2 separate regions of the Triticum aestivum genome follow, and region 2 is linked to region 1. The links are chromatin contacts, called in public Hi-C maps. All regions are on one chromosome and are shown on one strand. The core of a region is the stretch at or near the end of the contact, and the rest is flanking DNA. Distances in the headings are between cores, read along the strand shown. Region 1 holds the start of LOC123112312 (probable E3 ubiquitin-protein ligase XERICO). Region 2 holds the start of LOC123114836 (F-box protein At3g57590).

Region 1 (3,742 bases), core at 372-2,871:
GGCTGTGCTTTGGTGTCGCCATCGGTGGAGTAGTAAATAAAGATATCGGTCGATCTCAGTTTGAGCAAGGACGGTGCGCGTGTGAACAGAATTCCCCATTAAACTTTCAGTAAAAGCTTACTATATGAACCGACAGAGCAACGGGCCATTTGAAAACTCCACCGGCTTAGCTAGTTAGCCGCGCAGGTCAACAGGCCGTTGGTGGTCAAGTTCAGACGCAACACAAACACTTGAGCTGCACGTACCCGTCAAAAAAAGCTTGAGCTGCACGTACTACTGCCTACTAGTAATAGTAGCAGTCAAGCTAGCCTAACCGGACCGTCTTTCTGTTTTTTTCTTCTTTTTCTGATTAGTCGGATGGATTACTATTGACGGGCACATAGCATAAGCAAGTAGTACTTCCACTACAGTACTGTATTCGGTAGCTTGTCAAGCAACTTTCATCGACCGGCGACACCCGGGCGAGAAATGGTTAGGTGCGTTCCACCGAGACTTTGGCCACGCCGAGCAATTACGCAAAGCAAGCAGCCGCTGCCCACTGGTGTGCCTAGTGGTCAAGACCCTCCACATCCATCGCAGCCGGCCGGCACCCACGGGTAGTACACGGGTCGCCGGAGGCATCCTGGAGGGCGGGGCACCGGACCTGGCGGCCGCGCGTCCGTCCGCTGAACCCGAACGGCTGAGCCGCAGCGTCCGTGACCGCGTCGGTCGCCGTCTCTGGCGTCCCTGTCTCGCGCGTCCAAGACTGGTCGCGGCCGTAACTGCGTCGATGGGGAGGGGACGTAGTGCAGTGGCGTACGTACCAGGAGATCGATTCCCATCCCAATTCGGTGCACGGACTGATCGGGACCGGCCGGGCGGGGCTCGCGTCGGGTCGGGGTCGGTTCGACCGGCCGGCCGCAGTCGTGCAGGCACGGCAACCCGATCGGCGAGCTGATCCTCCTCCGGGATTACCATTCCCGCAGAATCGGAAGGAAATACTACTATTTCCACGAGAAAAGATTCGGAAGAAAAATCCTCCGTCTTTTCAACTGAAATGACCGCCGCAGAAAGAAAACTGAAATGAGGTTGCGATAATGTCTTGTGAGTCAAGCACGTCACGGTTCGCAACAGATAAATGGCGGGGATCGTGCTGAGCCGCTTATGTTCGGTACGCTGCGTTGAATTCCCTTTCGCACTCAGCTTTTTTTGATTTGGATCGGTCGGGGCCGTCAGCCAGCCAATCAGCTTCGCCAATCGCGCCCGATGATTTTCCACTGTCCCGTGACAGTGAGATCGGTCACTCGATATTGTACCATCATCTCCGGTGCAATGCACGTACAAATGCGTCCACCGGGTTTTGGATCGGCCGGCCCAAATAATTGGCCTCAGGAACCATGCACGCATTATTGGACGCCACAAACCGAACCAGAGCGGGGAATTATTGGGCGCCCACGATCGAACCGCATCGCATGTGGGGTGTCCCCTACCCAAGCGCGGGGAATTATCGGACGTCCGTCGCGCGGATCCGACGGCGGTGGGCTGGCGAACACGGGTCGCGGTGCACCACCCGAACGAGATGGGATGGATAGGGAGGTGACACCAGCAGCCCCGGCCCGGCTATAAATGCGCCCACCCCGTCTCCCCCTCCCTCACTGTATCCATCCCACCACACCAGCACCACAGCCGCTCAGACCGAACCGCCCCTGAAAGAAGGCGCAAATTGCAGACGGGTCCACGGATCGATCCCCAATCCTCCAGGCCGCCGCGATGGGCATCTCCAGCATGCCGGCGCCCAAGGAGAGCCTCCTGATCTACCTGCTCTACCACGCCGTCGTCTCGATCGCCGCCCTGGCGGGCCTCCTCCGCGCCGCGCTCGTCTTCCTCGGCCTGCCCGCGCCGCCGTCGCTGCTGGCCGGGGAGGACGCCGACGGCGCCGACCAGCTCACGGCGGCCACCCCGGCGGCCCCCAGCCTGGCCGAGAGGTTCAGGAGCAGGTTCCGCCCCGCGCGCTTCGGCCGGAGGCGGGGCGCGGCGGCGGTGCCTGACTGCCGCGTCTGCCTGGTGCGGTTCGAGGCGGACGCCGTGGTGAACCGCCTGCCCTGTGGCCACCTCTTCCACCGCGCCTGCCTCGAGACCTGGCTGGACTACGACCACGCCACCTGCCCGCTCTGCCGCTCCCGCCTCCTCCCGGCCGCCGCGGCCGCCGACGAGTCGTGGTCGCCGCCGGCCCCCACCCTGACGGCCTGGATTTAGGCACGAGTGAAGCGAAGAGAAGAGAAGAGAGAGATTCGCCCCGTCGCGTCGCCCCCGGCTATGTGCTAGCTCCGTGTGTGGCCTCTCCGTGTGCGCGTAGGAATTTAGATGGATCCTAGCAGAGGGCTCTGCTCCTCGCCTTTCGCATTTGCCTTTTGGTTTCGTTTTCTGTACGCCTCGTGCCATCGCTGTACCGTGTAAATATTTTTCAGCAGAGAGCGCTCCTACGGGTGTAGCGCTTTGTGTGATGAGAAATTTGTGTACGGCCTTCGGCTTTTTTTACGAGAAACGGAAAATTGATGGAACAAGGATGTGTTGTGAACACCAGAGGGGCCTCTGTGTTCTTGCCTCTTGGATGCCCCTAACTTCTCTCTCCAGATATTTATGGAAAAATCACTACTAAAGTTTCCTTATTTTACTCTTTCCGTGCACACCGTTGTATTACCAATTTCAGGAACTGGTAGCTGATCTTAACAAGAAACCATTGCGAATCGTTGCAGGTGTTTATTAATAAAGCAGATCAAGAAACCAGTGCTATTCGGGTATTTTGTACCTGTTGTTAAACCAGATGAAGAAACCAGTGCCATTCGGGTACTTTGTAGTAGCGTTTGTTAAACCAGATCAAGAAACCAATACTCTACCAATTTTTACAAAGTGTTCATTAAACCAGATCAAGGAACCACTGTAGCAATCTCTTCCGGTGTTTATTAAGCAAATCAAGAAACCAATACTATTCGGGTAATTTCTAGCGTTTATTAAATTAAACCGGATCAAGAAACCACCACCACTATTTGGGTAATTTCTCCCAGGCTCCAAACAAACGGCAAGGGAATCCTGCACTAATCAGGAGTACTATAAAACCAGTGGGGTTGTTGGTTGAGTGATCGATTATTTTTGGGGGGTGGCGTTGCAGGTATCCCCGGAGCAATTAGGCAGGGGAGACAAGGCGCTGAAAGGCACGGCAACGGCAGCGGATTGTTTATGCGGGCGGGGGCGGGGGCGGGTCACATGGATTACGGATACGTGCTTATCAACGTGGCCCCACTTGGCTGCGTCCGCATCGCCGATGGCACATGCCGCCAATCTTGGGCGTCCCTCCATCGGCTCCTTGTCGTCACGGCCAAGGTCCCTTTTTGTTATGCTTTTTTGCCCCTTGCGCTGCAACCCCATCCATGTTAACTTTTTTTTTATGGAATCCTTTTTTAAAAGATAAAATCCATGTTAACTTCTGTACCATCCTCAAAAGTCATTTTTCTCTAAGTTTTTGTTGTTTGCGAAATTAAGCACTAGCTTAGCTAGTCTATCCCCATAACTTTTTTTTTAAAATTATAGCATTGCAACCCTGAATACTCCCTCCGTTTCAGTTTACAAGGCGTGCGCGTACCCCTAGGTTGTCAATTTTATCACCGTAATATAAACTATATAACGAAATAATCATTTGAAAATAGAACATCTTAAGTTTATAATGGTATGTTTTTTTTGTAATATATGACTTTTTTTAGGGGAA
Region 2 (3,742 bases), core at 479-2,978, 170 kb before region 1:
CCTATCCCTGTGAACAAAACGTGGACCCAGAATATAATCTGGTGGGTACTTAATGTTGTACTTCTGGCTCCACCTTTGCTCTACCATGTTGTCAAGTGCCCAGATCTGCAGCTCACCGACAAGAGTTCTGGCATCATAACGACTAGTTTGAGCAGTCACTATACATATTTTCCCATCTATATCTCTGATCAAGAACTTACGAGAACCATAGTAATCATGATCTTCGCGTGCTGCTGGCAGTTGTATCATTGCAAAACTTTCTTCCCTGATATCAAAGGACATAACTGCATGCTGCCAGCTAGCTGACATGTCTTCAGTTAACCAATACATTTTTCCATCAACATTGACAACTCCAGAGTTTCTCACACTGATCAAGCTAAGAGCTTCTGGAGTTCGGATATCTTTCCATTTCTCATCACCAAGCGTGTAAACTTGAATGATGTTGAACCTGTCTTTATTATGGGGGCGACCATTAATGCAATCACCAAGGAAGTGTGTAATCTTGTATTCTTTTGTCACGGGATGAAATCCAAAGCTATAGAAACAGAAATTATCACCTTTCAGATTCTTCACAGGTTTCCCAAGATGTAGACATTCACCAGTTGCAAGGTTAGCTATCTTGATCGTTGATGTCTTTGTGTATAAGCCAAGAAGGCCATTGCATGAACCAAAAAGAAAATCACCAGGCCCAATCACTGGCACTATATATGTCGATGGCGACCAGGCTTCATCAATTAGGACAGCATCACTAGGGTAGTGCTTGCCTGAAACCAAACCTGACGGGAAGAACAGAAGGGCATAACTTGGCGCACACTGGAGGTGCAATGCAACAAACTGTGGATCCCGGATGATGTTGTGCCAGTGCTTGCAGACTCCGACGCACGTCAACAGAGTGCTCACTGGAAGTCCGAAAAACACCCGCTCAACGAGGTCCCCTGGGAGGTGGTTTATGATGCATTTCTCATTTATTTGCTTCATTGATTTGGTTTCTTCAGTGACCACAGTGAGCACCCAATGCCGAAGCAGCTGAAATACCAAACCCTTCTGCGAACACACATTACAATTAATGATAGCTACATAGAAACTGACATTTAAGTAATTTCATGGGCAAAGAAAGAAGTTAACATTTATGCATTTTTTTTTTATTTTTTGTCTCGCTTTCAAGGTAATTTACCAACCAATGTGCAGGAAGATATTGATAGCATCTCCAAATTTCTGCTCCGAAATTTTGACTACTCCAGGCTAAAAAAAAGTAACAATCTCTAGTTACCCAAAAAGTGAACCCACGGTCAAAAACAAATCTCTCATGTACCAAAAATGCAGGCTACTGTCAAATCCAACGAACACTCGTGCGCGCCGTCCCTCCGGCGCCTCAATCCCTCAACTTCAGCAAGTAGCTACAAACCCTAGACGCCCTCGGGCGCCATTACAGCAAGTAGTCAGCCCCTCAACCACGTCAAGTAGCTACAAACCCTAGCCGCCGTTACAGATGGAGAAGCGCGGACAAGAAGGATATTGGGGGAGAAAGCATTCCGCGAGCGAAAGGGGGCATCGAGGACTCACGAGCGCGATTCGGATCAGACGAGCTCCGCCGTCGCCGCCATTGGATTGGGATGGGAGGGCTCTCCGCTTGACGGTGAAACGATTTCCCGCCGCTTCCCCCCTCGTCAGCTCTTCGACCCCTTCTGGCGGCTCCGGGGTTTCGCCCAAGAGGAACAAGTTCTTTCTTTTTTAGCGTGGCGGAAGAGGAACGAGGTGTTTTATGCTGCGCAGGCCAGGTTCGGCCCAATTAGCCCAACTTTTTTCTTTAAAAAAATAAAAAGAACTTTGGTGGATCTAAAACTTCAAGGCTGCCCTGTTTTCTGGACGAAGGCTTTGCCATTTTCCATTGGTTCCCACTTGATATATCATGGGTAGAATTTGCACTATTCACTACACGAGTGAAGTAGAAAAGCTTAGTGCACAAAATACTTATTACTTCTGAATATGTTACAATAACCAGTTGCTTAAATCTCCATCGAGAATTACACCATAATTCATTCATGTTTCAGAAGTAATTCATTCATCTGCTGCCTACACCTATACTGGACCATGACCACCGAAGGCAAACGCAGAGCCGTAATCAGAAATTCAGAACACAAGGCGCTCCAACACTGCAAAGCCAGTACTGTCATGTCAGGAGGAACCTGGCGGAGGGAGAGGCCAGTGCGGCGTGCGAACAATGGCCGCCCCGGCGTACACGTCCAACGGGACGAGCGTCTCCTTGTACAGGTACGCCTGCGTCTCGTAGTACCTGTAAGGCCTGAAATTCAGCAGCCTCACCTCCTCCCCGCCGTCCTCGTCGCCCCGCAGGTCCCGGCAGAACGCGTCGCCGTCGCGGCCGTGCAGCAGAACCTTCCCCCCGCGGACGAAGCACGGCTGCGGGACGCACCGCGGCGCCGACGGCGACAGGTCGACGCTGTACTTGAGCGACCACCTGTCCTCGCCCCGGCTCTCGAGCGTCCAGACGTCCATCCTCCCGGAGACCTCGGCGTTGTAGCGGCGCCACCGGGGAGCGCTGCTGCTGAAAGGGGCTGTCACCAGACAAACCTTCTTCTCCACCTCCGTCACGTAGTAGGACAGCGCGGGGGCGCCGCAGGGCCCGTCCGTCGCCACGCCGCACGCTCTCAACGGCGGAGGCCTCAACGTCACAAAGGTCTCGTCCTTGAGATCGAACGCCATGACCGCCGCGCCGCAGCACGCCCCTTCCTCCTCCGATATCCAGTACATCGCGCCGTCCACGTTGACGACCCCGAGGTTCACCAGGCAGCTCTCCCTCGGCGCCCTGACGTCCCGCCACCCGTCCTCGCCGAGGGTGTGCACCTGGATGGCGTCGAAGCGGAACGGCTGCCCCGACGACCGGCCGTGCCGGGGCTCGCGGAGGAAGTAGACGAGCTTGTACTCCCCCGTCGCCGGGTGGAACCCGAAACTATAGAGGTAGTACAGGTCACGGAGCGATCTCCCGTCGGGCTTCGAGAGGTGCAGGCGCTGGCCGGTCGCGGGGTTGACGATCTTCAGCGTGTACTTCCGGTAGAAGCAGAGCAGGCCGTTGCATGACGCGAAGAGGTGGTCGTCCGGATCCATGGAAGACGCCGCCCACGTTGACACGGACCATTTCTCGTCGAAGAGCTTCACACGGCCAGGCATGGCGGTCTTGAGGCTCGCCGAGGCGTCCAGCCTCGGCAGGAAAAGGAGGAGGTGCTCGGGTGCACGATTGGCATGGTCCATGATGAAGCAGGGGTCGCTGATCACCCCGCGCCATTGGTGACACGTCCGGCAGAGTCTCTGCAGAGTGCTGACCGGAAGCCGGAGAAGTATCTCGTGCAGGACGTCTGGTGTGAGGCGGCTGATGCTTGCCAACTGATTTTCGGTTGCCTGCTCTTGCTCTGCATCGTTTGTGTCACTGGCCATTTCCAAGCACCTTTTTTCCCCTGTGAAAGTTGTGCCTGACAAGTCCTGTAATATGCCATAAAATTGGAAGCTTTCAGAAACGGAAGGTGCTAGTATATCTATAATCGATGAAGATTGATTCAGTTCTAGGATCATGCGATCACTTCGAACTTTTGACAGAAACAGCCCATTTTTCAATGGGAACGGCTTATCAGATCCAAGAGGGGAAAACCGTCCATCTTATGTATTCGTTAAAGACAGATGATTGCTTGTACTATTAGTTAACACACCATCCCCGCCTATATAGAATACT

What was found. A called contact is a pair of places that touch in the nucleus more often than the background predicts.
Region 2: a Hi-C map of leaf shows a contact between it and region 1, with 4 times the contacts expected there. The contact joins the promoter of LOC123114836 here to the promoter of LOC123112312 in region 1. A contact is called at or near these places in 5 of 5 Hi-C or Micro-C datasets (leaf, root and an unstated tissue) and 1 of 1 datasets of contacts at active chromatin or transcription factors (leaf).

The regions. Positions count from the first base shown.
Region 1 is chr5B:438,489,744-438,493,485 of IWGSC CS RefSeq v2.1, reverse strand. It overlaps LOC123112312 (probable E3 ubiquitin-protein ligase XERICO), which reads left to right and starts at 1,621. Exons shown (of 1, transcript XM_044533265.1): 1 at 1,621-2,559. The coding sequence starts at 1,750. The coding sequence ends at 2,235.
Region 2 is chr5B:438,660,092-438,663,833 of IWGSC CS RefSeq v2.1, reverse strand. LOC123114836 (F-box protein At3g57590) reads right to left here and starts at 1,728. Exons shown (of 6, transcript XM_044536231.1): 1 at 1,564-1,728; 2 at 1-1,044. The coding sequence starts at 1,728. LOC123112313 (putative F-box protein At3g17480) reads right to left here. Exons shown (of 2, transcript XM_044533266.1): 2 at 1,942-3,495. The coding sequence starts at 3,450. The coding sequence ends at 2,176.